Linked DNA regions of Mus musculus: regions 1 and 2 are each linked to region 3. The links are chromatin contacts, called in public HiChIP or PLAC-seq and promoter capture Hi-C maps. All regions are on one chromosome and are shown on one strand. The core of a region is the stretch at or near the end of the contact, and the rest is flanking DNA. Distances in the headings are between cores, read along the strand shown.

Region 1 (3,611 bases), core at 418-2,917, 2.9 Mb after region 3:
TCATAAGATATGAGCAGAGGCTGTAGGGCAGGGTCATGCTGGGCAGTTGCTGTGTCAATGTCCACAGGGGACTGCCGGTCTCCATTGGCAATGGGGAAGTCCTTGTGCCAGTTCTCTGGTCCTAGAGATGAGAAGAGAGCTGTTAGGTCATTGCTGTGGGAAGGGAGACACCAGCCACCGGAAGCCACTGGTGTTTCTAGACAGTCTGCTCAGTTCAACATTCGGAGGTGATACTAACTTAACATTTAGGAAAACAAAATGTGCCTCAGTCCTTTTATTTGTAACATGGGGTAATAATATTCCAAGTCTACCTCATAAGGCCAACACGAAAATTAGAGTCAATATACATCTATTTCTTAACATTGTCAGACAAGCGTTAGCAATTTTGAGATCTTTTCACTCAAATTCGGTGACTAATACTAGACAGAACTACTGAAAACAGAGTGGTCTGACTGGGGATATAAGCCCTCTTGTGACTGAGTTTGGAACATAGATTCTAAGGCATTATAACAGGTCTGAGAACCTCGTGCTGCCACACTAGGTGACAGTAAAGACCGTATAGACCAAAACTCAGGCTCAGGCCCCTCCTTTAGAACTATCTTTGCTGGGAAGTTCACACAACCACAAGCCAGTGCACCTTCTTTTCCCCTCAGATGGCGTCATATACCAAGGCCTTTGATCTGGAAGACGTCTAGGTATCTGCGATTGACCTTCTAACACTAGAAGTTGAAAGATGCATGGAAAACTCGCAATTAGACCCAAACGGGCTCCAGAAGATGCCACAACAAAGTGCGCTGGGAATCTTAGCCACAGTGCAGCAGATACAGACGTGAAGGGGACAAGTGTTTCCCCTTAACCTTTCTGCTACACACAAGTAAAATGTTAGTTACAACCCTTGCTCGATTCTGCCTAGGTTAGCCTTGGGTGACCGGCTGTGGTCCCGATAGGTATTGTCGTCGGGTGTTGCGTTGGGTTATCCCTCCCAACCCCTGTGCGCGGCCAAGCAAGTTTGAGATCAGATCCTAGAGAGCGCTCTGAGTCGGGCGCCAGGGACGTACCAGAGCGGAGACCCGGCATCCAAGCTGCGCTCCGGGATCTGCGGAGCGAGGCAGGTGCCTGAGCCGAGACCCGGAGCGCGCGGCCCGGAGCGCGCGGCCTCCCCACTCACCGTTGTGCTTGCTGTATCCCCAGTGGTGGGACATGGTCACGCCGGTGATTGGGGCAGAGCAGAAGTTGTCGTCCGTCTAGCGGTCCTGCAGTGTGTGTCGCGGGTCGCACCGTCCGGCTTTTATAGGCTCCCGCCAACTTGGTGCTCTGGGCGGCCCAGGGGAGGGACCGAGTGGACCTGAGCAAGGGGAGGAGACCGTGGAGGTGGCGGACGGAGGTGACAGGCAGAGGTGACAGGCGGAGGCCTCGGTGTTCGAGGGCCCCCGCACCTTGCTTGGGGCGGGGCGCCCTCCGGCTGCTCTCCGCTTCTGCGTCCGACCCGCTCTGCAGCAGCTGCGCGCTCTCCAGCTCGCCCCGGCGCTGCGCAGCCTCGCGGGCCGGCGCCCCTACTCCCCAGCCCCATTGTGAGCACCGACCTGGTCACCCGCCCGCACAGCGGGGCTCCGCTTCCCAGAGCTGGCGGGCCAGCCGGCCACCCGGCCGCGGCCCGCACGCACGCGGCTGCGGAGTTTGACCTTGGGCGGGGAGCGTCCTAGAGGCTCCGGGAGCGGGGATCCTGGAGCCGGGAGCGGGAAGCGGGGGGGCCCCCTGCTGCCGGGCTGCGGGAAGACGACCCGGCTTTGCCGCCAGGGCGCCCTCCAGCTTCCCGCTTGCTCCACAAATTAACCCTAGGCACCGAACTGTTGATGTAACATAACCAACAATTCTCAAAAATCGCTTTGCTTTTTGGAATTGGATTTTAAAAATGTCTTCCAAGGAGATGAGAACTTCCCCTTCCTGGCAAAGGAATTTGTATTTGACAAGCCGAAACCAACCCCCCCCCCCCAAAACAAAACAAAACAAAAAACACAAAACTTAAAAAATAGAAAAGAAAGGTAGCTGTATGGCTTCCCAGGGACCGTGGGTGTCCCGGGGACACACCTTTCAATGTTCTTTTTGTGTATTTTTATTTAAACATTTCTCTTCACCTAACACTTTTTTTCTTATTTGACTTTGAGAACAATTTTTTTGTATTGAATCTATTGTGGACCTGAGGCCATATTATTTAGAATTCAAATTGAGAAGGGTACAGTTTTTTTGTGTTTCTATGGAGGCACCTAGACATCACATTACCTATATATTAGAATCTATGTGTAAGTATAATGAAAAATATCTGACTACATTTTAAGTGTTCTCAGACTCATCATGTGCCTTTATTTCACCCAGTGCCACACAAAGATGATGCACATGTAGATCTCCTTGTTCTTATACTAAGACTCAGAAAATTATGGTCTTCTCTATACAAGACTCTTCAGGTTGATGTCAAAAGAAATTTTTGATGAAGAATGTTTTATAGGACCATTACAAAGTGCAATTCACAAATAGTCCCTTGCATCTGTGACACTAGAGATGCACAATTTGCTAGGGGTTTCCCATTTCCTGTTCCATTACTACCGTGCGTGGAATAAGAACAGATTTTGATGAAGTGCTTCTCAAGGCTTCAGACCCCACCAATTCTGGTTGCAGCTACGGGAATCCTCATCCTGTCTGGTACGTTTTAGTGGGAGCCAGGCTCCTGCTAGGGAGTCTCCTTGCCCACCTTTGGACAGTCAAGAGAGCATCAGGTATTATATCTCATATTCATTTTCTTTTCAAATTACAGAGGCTGTAGGCATTTTCTTTCTGTCAGGTCTTCATGATGGAGATGACTTCATAGTATCATGTGGATCAGTCACTGTCTAGCTCTGCTGTACTGGGGACATTCCTCCCAGGCAGTCATTCACTGGCTGCCAGATAGTAACACTGGGCTTGTAAAAATAAAACCAATGCTTATGTATTCATGTTTTTAGAGGGAAGAAATGTACTTCCTTCTAACCCAGGAGGTGGGGGAAATTTATGTATATATGTATGTATATTCATATGTACATATACATATTCATATGTACATATACACACATATATTCATATATATGGGTATATATAACATAATCAGAAAAAAAACATATAAAGTTACTAAGACATGTTCCAATTATGATAACAAAAAGTCTTTGAGATAAATCAGAACAAAATTTTAAAACAAAATGACAAAGCATTTGATTTACACTAAATCTAGCTAGTTAATATATTTTACAAAGAAATATATGATTTATTCAATAATTAATGAAATAAGTAGATAGTTTCATAGTCATTAAAGTATTAAGTTTTTAGTGAGACTAACAGCCATTCACTTCTTAGGACTCCTAGAGTCCTGTATGTAGACATGTCCCTAGCCTACTGTCTATGATGCAGTTTTCTAAGCTGATAGAACTATTTAATCATCAGTTTGTAAACCATCATCCTAATTTGCTGTTGCTTGCTCATGTGGGAAGTGAGAATAATTACACCCAGTTAGGACTGTTGTAAGAATTAAGTTAGTGAGTGCACATTAATCACCTGCCACCTGAAGCCATCAGAAAATTACGGCT
Region 2 (3,612 bases), core at 563-3,062, 2.9 Mb after region 3:
TTAATGAAGAATGTGGTTCTAGAAAATTGCATTCTTACTTACTAAAGACTAATTCTCACTTAGATTTATTTGCAACAAAGTAATGCTTGTTTTTTTTTTTTTTTTTTTTTTTTTTTTGGAGACAGAGTTTCACTCTATAGCCCAAGCTGGCTTGGAACACATTAGAAACTCAAAGGTCGCTGCATATTTATGGCAGTCCTCTTACCCCTGCCTCTTGAGTATTGGGATTGCAGGTATGAGCCACCAAGCCTTTCTGAAATTTCAAATTACCTGAAATTAGTATTCAAATATTCAAAGTATTTCAAATTCATCTTATTTTATTTCACAGATCAGTTACTAATGTAGGTTAAAAAAATAAAACCTCCCATGAATGCTTCAATTCCACACTAACATTGATCCAAGAAAAAGTGGTCATATACATCAGAAACACTCACCACAAAGATACTTCCTGAAACCAGGCCTCTTTAACTCACACAGTGACCCTGCCTTTTCACATTAATTAGCCTCCTTCCATCCGCGAGGAAAGAGAGGACCCATTTTATTTCTTTCATCATGGTTGAATCTGTTCTCCATATCACCAGGAACCATAAAAACGTTGTCTCTCGGTGGTCAGAAAGCCCATGTGGACTCTCTGTCCTCCCCTGGGGATCCACACTCTGTCTCTGGAGTGTTTTGCTAACTTTTAGCTTGGGCATATGGCCATTTTGCAGCAACGAGAGGGTGTGACATTCCTCTTCATTGTGTGAATATAGTTCTCCACAACTAAAGCCAAGTCTAAAGTCATCTCCATTTCAGGGATAAACTTCTCCCGCTTCCCATAATTCTGTTACCGTGTCACAAATTGCGTCTTGCCATTAGATACTGAACACACTCACGTGACCCTGCCGAAGGGCTATACTTACTAGACCTGTCATAAGTATCATCAAACACAACTCTGCAGGTCTTCCCATTGTTCAGGATGGTCTTAGCAGAGCCAGGGTCATAAGATGCTGACCAGGGCTGCAGAGAGGGGTCATGCTTGATGTCTTTAGTATGCAGTTCAATGGGTGACTGGTTGTCCCCTTTGGCAATTGGATAAAGTTCATGCCAGTGATCAGGACCTAGGAAGTAAATGGAAGAGAATTTATTCATTTAATAGTACAGCTCAAGGCCTCTATTTAGTGAACTGTGCCAGCAAAGTGTACAGAAGCCAAAGAGTGACTGCAGAAAGGTCTCTGGTTCAGATTGAGCAACACAGCACTTTGATTTCAAACCTATTTAGAAGCTTGCTTACCTATGCTCAAAGAGCGTTCCAATCTCCACATTCCCTCCCCTGGCTTGAGAACCATGTAGCCAGAAAAGCTTATCTTTGAAATGAACCACAGATCGATCATATATTTTTTGGAGTACTTTGCAGCTTGGAAGGGATATTTTCTTCTTTTTCCCAAGGCTGACTTGGTCAAAGCAAATATTGTTACCGGACCCCAAGCTCAAAGAGGCTCACTTCTCAGTTTCACAGAAAAAATTCAACTGGACCTGACTTCTGGCTGAGTGACTTCTCAGACACATCATCGGACCTTAAGCTAGTTATAGTGAGTATGTCTCTGAGCTTCAGGTTCCTCCGTGGAAAGGAAAACAGTGAGTCGTGTTAAAGACCAGCAGCATGGAACACCAGAAAGTTTTCACTATATGCTAGTTCTTAAGGATTCCTCCCTGCACACCTGTGCAATGCAGATACACCCTGTTGTGTCCTGGCCCCACTCACCATTGTGGCTGGCGTAGCCCCACTCCTTAGCCATGGTCACCTTTCGTGTTTCTCAGCGCTGGACAGCTCCTGCTCTTTCTTGCTCCTGTTGTCCGGCAAGGTCTCCAAGAGTTCGCTCTTTTATATAGATCTCCTGCAGTGTGCATGACCTTATTAGGTCAGCGGTGAGGCAGGGGGCTAAACTGGATTGGGGTGGTACTCAGAAGGCCGGGGGCGGGAGAAGCCAATGAATTACAAGAGCTGGACAGCTGTCCGGGTGAGAGGGTAGCAGGAGGGGGCAGGGAGGAGGCGCGGAGGGGGAACGGAGGGGGACAGAGCCCCCCCTTTCTTGGCTCTGCAAGAGCCCTGGCTCCTTCCTTTGTTCACTTTGCAGGCTACCAAGCAGCTGAGCTTTCTAAGATCTCCCGCTTTGGCTGGTTCCCTCCAGTTTTCCTGCACTTGGGGGTCTGGAGGAGCAGCCGGCTCATGCTGCAGTCTGGTGTTACTTAGCAACTAAAAGTTGCACCCGCGGCTCTTGCAGCCTCTCTCAGAAGACTTTTAACTCAGAATGGAGGACCCGCTGCAGTCTCCGGATGCTGGGGTTCCTTTCCCTGCAGGAATCCGGTTAGGACGGAAAGAACTCCTCTGATCCTCTGACTAGTGCGTGATTCTCCTACGGAAAACCTGTAAAATTCTGGGAATAGAGATGAGGAGGAGTCTGGGAGTGCCCGCTTTCCAGTCCCGGTATCCTTAAGGGATGAGTCTGTAAGGTAGACTGCTTAGGCGTCACACCAGTCTAGCTTAGTTTGTCTAGTACGACTCAGGAGCACAGCACTGGATCCCTGGCCAGGGAGGGACTCTGCACCCTAGCCTCAGTCAGCAGCAGTCTGGGACAGAGCCACAGAGCTTTGCTCTGTTCATCTCAGGGCACCAAGGATACCCGAAGTTGAAAGGGTACAGTCAAAAATGAGTACACTACATAAAATTTTCACTTTCTAAGACATAATTAGAGACAAGGAAAAAAAGGAAAAGGTCTATGAAATCGGTTTGGGAGCCGGCTGCGCGGGGCGGGGCGGGGGGGGGGAGCTCGTGTCTTTTCTCTCAGTTTTAATGTGTTTTGTAATGCAATAAACCACATAAACAGAGACTAAAACTGGCATATCCCACTTGTGCATGACAAAGGTATAATTAGAAATATCTGGTTATGGCTCACATGAAAGAAGCCGGTATAATAGATGTTTGCAATTCTATGTATCTATTATGAAAAAAAAAATCTTGTTTGGGCAAGAATATCTTGAGACCAGAAAGATACACCGTATCTTGGAAATGTCTTGAACAAGATCTCTGCAAGCATTTTCTTATAACTTTTACTTTTATAAAAATGACGTTTTCATTTTGCTTTTCCTCGTGGGTAACAAAACCTGAGAAGGAAATCTCTCATCATGGCAACGAGAGCTCATCAGCTAGGTATGTGGAATGGCTGACCACACTCAGAACCTGGACGCCAGGGGAGTCAGTCTCTAGGGTATTTTTGTGACCAGGGATCACTTGATCCACACAATAGCACTGTGGAATCAGGAACTCTCAGTTAGTTTGGAAGATCCAAGCAAACACAGAGAAACAAATACCGTTAGCTCTAAGGGTGTATGCATGCCTGGGTTTCTAGCTCACCGGGATGGCTGCTGCTGTATGTGAGATTAATAGAGGTGCTTTAAAGTTACAGCCACATGACTGTTGATGAGTAAGCTGTAGTCTCATTCCATGCTGTCAACTGTGACACAAACTCTGACCTGGATGATCAGGAGACTGATAGCTAAATCTTACCAAGATTTATTTGAAACTGAATATTGAGATAAAAACACAATGAATTATAAATGCAATCTAGTAAT
Region 3 (4,224 bases), core at 1,166-3,665:
AGATATGAATTATCATTTCCTTAAAACGTGGTAGAATGCATACAGTATCCCTTAAATTCAAATTTTAGTTTTAAATTCAAGATTTATTCCAAATTGTTATAAAATAAAATTTTCGTTGCCTCCAACAGATGCTATGAAGGTAAAATTTCACACACAATTTTGCTGGAGTCGGTTTGCTTAATAACTAGTTCGCTGTCCATGGTTTTGATCCATATGAAGGAACAAGCTCCAGTGCTTTGGAAAATTTTAAGTCAATGTGTTTCTTCATTAATTTGACTTCTTAACTTTTTAAGATTATATAAAAGGAGGAGAATAGTATGTGAGCCCCATTTCTTCTTCATTCAGCTGTTTTCATTTTTTTTCTGTATTTCTCACCAAATGAAGTACCAGAATCAAATGGGGAGAGGGCTACATTTCATTATTTCTGAACTGACAAACGATCGCTCAATGCACCTATACAAAGATCTTTAATAAATAGGATATAAAATTTTCATCTGCCCACTTTGTCTCACCCTCTCCCCTCTGGCTAAGAAAAGTAACACAGAGCTCTTTAGTCTTGTAGAGTCATCTTTGTTTACTTTTGAATATGGCTTAGCTAGACCAAGAAAATTTATAAAATTGATACTCCAAGGAAAAAGAGAGAAAGAACGGAACAATACTCCTCTGGGAGATCGTCCTGTCTCTATTGTATCTTCATACAGCTGTGGGCAGTGTAGATAGCTATCTCACATCTACAATGAGCCAATTCTGAAGAATCCCCCTACTAACCCCAGCACTTTCTATGGCAGTGAGGACAGCATGATGATGAAGTGACTAAGGCTTCTTACTCAGTAGTTCTTTGCCCCAATACCAATAGCATTTCATCTTAGGTTTAAAAAAATCTAAAGACTGACACAGTAGAGTAAAAATAATCTTGTCCTGTGATTCTCCCAGGGATGACTGGAGAAAGGAAAAAACACAATACACTACCCCACCCCCAAATGATTGGTGGTTTTTTGTTTTGTTTTGTTTTGTTTTCATTTTCTGCAGGTTATCAGAGGAGAGGTATTATTTTCATGTATGTGTATAACCACACACTTATGATCTAATGCCCTCTAGAACTACAAATCTTTAAAGGGCACCGACCAGTACAAATTGTTTCTATTCAAATATCTGGACAGCAGGGAAACAGACCCTTGGTTTCAAAGCAAGGTCCATACCCACCGGGCCAAGGGGCCCAGCCATAGCCGCTTCCGCTTTTGCTTTTCTGGGTATAAGAGGGCTGATTCTTGCTCCTGCCCCTCAAAGTATTGAAAACTTGGGAAATCCTTGTACCGGAAGAAAATGGCCTAAACACAATAGGACTCGCCATTTTCTACTTGCGAAGCACAAAGCGCTTGGCGCTGCCTGCTACACAAAGGAAGCATGGGCCGCAGAATTCTTGCATATTTTCAAGAGGCTAGAAAATATCTTCCGCGAATGGCAATTTATATTGTTTGGTCACACACACACACACACACACACACACACACACACACACACACACACACACACACACACAGAGGCATCCTCACTTAGCCCTGATGTCTAGAAGATCCCAGCTTTAAGGTTTAAGTTAAAAACAAAACAAAACAAAACAAAAACGCAGGAAAGGCTCGGTTCCAGAAGCAGCGCTCAGGGCCGTGTTAATCCTCCCAAGACAACGGGTGTTAGCGGTGGGCAGCAGAGGGCTCTAAACTAGGTGTGTTGTTGTGGGGATGGAGGCCCATCATCTCCCAGTCTAAGATCTCTCCTTTTGACTCCATCCTGTCCCCAGAGCTCGTCCGGTAGCTCCGTAGTCCTACCCTTTGAGCGACAGGAACCAATCTTTCAGCGAGGATGTTAAGCTGGCAGCAACTCTTAAGGATGCTCAAAGCGCGGGAAACCCTGATCTGTGCGCCTCCCCTGCCCCCAGCCCACTGCTACAATCCACAGCATAATAACAGGACTCTATTACTAGCCTAGGTAAAATGCTGCAGCTTAGGTACAGAAAAACAAAACAAAACAAAAACAATGCAGGAAGCCCCTACAAATAAAAACATACAGACACAGGCAGCAACTCTGCTCACAATAGGAACACTCAGTTCACCGCGCGAAGCAGAGCTTAAAAACCCAGGAAAAGACAGACAGTACTTACAGCAGGTGAGTCCTTGAATAATCCATGGTCAGGTCCTTCGGTTTGTTAGTCTGTGCTTTAAAAAAAAAAAAGTATATACATCTCTGTGTATTTGATTTTTACATAGCTTCCATCGTTGTGAAGGAAAGAAAAAAATCTTGAAGACTTGAGAGCATGGGGGAGGGGGCGGAGATTTTCATTGTCTACGCTCTGCACACGCAGCCCAAGATATTGCTCTGTGGAGCTCCTTCCACTTTCTGCTTGAAATTCAGAAGCTTTCTACTCAGCAAAGAAGGAGTTTGGCACACACCCCCTGCCCCTGTATTTCTCCTCTCCTCTCCTCTCCTCTCCTCTCCTCTCCTCTCCTCTCCTCTCCTCTCCTCTCCTCTCCTCTCCTCTCCTCTCCTCTCCTCTCCTCTCCTCTCTCTGTCACTCACCCTCTTGCTCTTCTAAAGCTAGTGTTCTCTCTCTCTCTCTCTCTCTCTCTCTCTCTCTCTCTCTCTCACTTTTTTTTCAAAAGAGGGCAGGTCGCTTCCTGCATCCCAATGAGTTAAATCAGGCACTTCTTCTCATGCATCAGCAGCCTCTTTAACAATCCGAGAGCTGCAGGCACAAAAGAGCATTTAGCTGCCTCCAATTTGTGTAGAAGGCCTGCCCTTAATTTGTTTGAGGAGTATAATTAAATCATGAATTTCACGAAATATAAAAATACAAAATTCCTAACCTCAGCTAGTGAACCGCTAATGGTAACCTTTAAAAACAAATCTCTCCTCATGTCCCTGTTCTTAGCCAGACCGAGAACATCTCAGATACGCAAGAAGACAAGAGTTCGGACTCAAACCTAGCATGCCTTCTCCATTTACACGTCAAGGTCACACTGATAACATCCCTCAGTGCTCTAAATGAGAGCCTTTCTATTTCTTTCCTTTTAAAAAACAATAATATTCTGAATTTTTAAAATTGCCTCAGGAAGAAATTAAGTCATTTGGGAAAATCTGCTGGACTAAATAAAAACGTAAGTATGTTCTTAATATGAAATAGGATCAGAATTTGCTATACAGACACTAGGTTGAGGAGTTCTACAAATAGGCCTTGCTCGGGAGAATGTTTTCAACTTTTCCAGGCAGGACTCTGTGGTCAGTGAAGTCTGAGTTCCATGGGTTTTGATCATGTTTCTTCCAGCCACAGAGTGGGCCTTATGGGACATCAGAGCCAGAGCCTATCAAGCTTGCTGAGTCCCAGAGGGCTTCTGATAAGGAAAATGCTGCTTGTTGTTGGGAGCAGGGGTTTGGCTCCCACTCCTTTAAGTAGGTTGGGGCGCAAAAAGCAACTCTGCATTCCTGCAGTTTCTCTTTCAGAAAGAATCCAGACCAAGCCATTGCTCTACCTCAATGAAGGTGGTGGGGTGGCAAGGCCACCTTCCTCTCTCACTCACCTGCCACCCCCCCCTCCCCCAAGGCCACTGCTAGGAAGATACTTAGGAGTGTTTTTCTCCTTCCTAGTGCTCCCATCTTCTGGGAAATTGTAGAATCCCTTACCACAAAAAACTTTGAATTGTCAGTAATTTGCTGCTAAGTCTACTGTCAGCTCCTACCCCCATTTCTCATTCTAACTCTAGTCAAGAACCCCCCACACTGGAACACTGGAGAGGTGCAACTTCAGTACTACCCAATGGGAACAAAACATGTCACCACTTCCTGACTGTAAATGTTCACTCTGATACTCTAAGTCACCCTGGGCGTTTGAATTAGGCCATGTTTCACCCTGAGCACAGAGCTAAGTGAACTGGGCTATAACTGAGCTGTACCTCTGTCTGCTTGAAATATCCAACAAGCGTTCCTACGAAGATACTTGGAAACGTAAAACAAAATATGAAATAAAACATTCTAAAGAAAAGATACGTTCTTGTGTGTTTGTAAAACATGTTTGTAAAGTGCTGAGTGGGGGCTGGAATTACTTGACAAAATATCATTTCTGTGCCTGGAGTCCAGACAGAAAGCAGGTCTAAAGGTCGGTGTTTTTTATCGGGGCAGAGGACTTTGACTTGGGGAGGCACTAGGTACATCATTTTCCTTCCCTGTATCTTTTCA

What was found. Promoter capture Hi-C pulls out the DNA fragments that hold promoters and counts their contacts. HiChIP or PLAC-seq counts read pairs in DNA pulled down with a chosen protein or histone mark.
Region 1: a contact with region 3 is called in an H3K4me3 HiChIP or PLAC-seq map of stem cell-derived neural progenitor cells, with 11 times the contacts expected there. The contact joins the promoter of Car2 here to the promoter of Mir124-2hg in region 3. A contact is called at or near these places in 1 of 484 Hi-C or Micro-C datasets (rod photoreceptor) and 3 of 115 datasets of contacts at active chromatin or transcription factors (astrocytes, embryonic stem cells and stem cell-derived neural progenitor cells).
Region 2: a contact with region 3 is called in a promoter capture Hi-C map of embryonic stem cells, with 8 times the contacts expected there. The contact joins the promoter of Car3 here to the promoter of Mir124-2hg in region 3.

What each region holds. Positions count from the first base shown.
Region 1 is chr3:14,884,344-14,887,954 of GRCm38.p6, reverse strand. Car2 (carbonic anhydrase 2) reads right to left here and starts at 1,667. Exons shown (of 7, transcript NM_009801.5): 1 at 1,169-1,667; 2 at 1-121. The coding sequence starts at 1,202.
Region 2 is chr3:14,861,738-14,865,349 of GRCm38.p6, reverse strand. Car3 (carbonic anhydrase 3) reads right to left here and starts at 1,812. Exons shown (of 7, transcript NM_007606.3): 1 at 1,745-1,812; 2 at 903-1,100. The coding sequence starts at 1,778. It overlaps Gm41999 (predicted gene, 41999), which reads left to right and starts at 1,285. Exons shown (of 4, transcript NR_168331.1): 1 at 1,285-1,571.
Region 3 is chr3:17,788,112-17,792,335 of GRCm38.p6, reverse strand. It overlaps Mir124-2hg (Mir124-2 host gene (non-protein coding)), which reads right to left and starts at 2,415. Exons shown (of 3, transcript NR_033490.1): 1 at 2,156-2,415.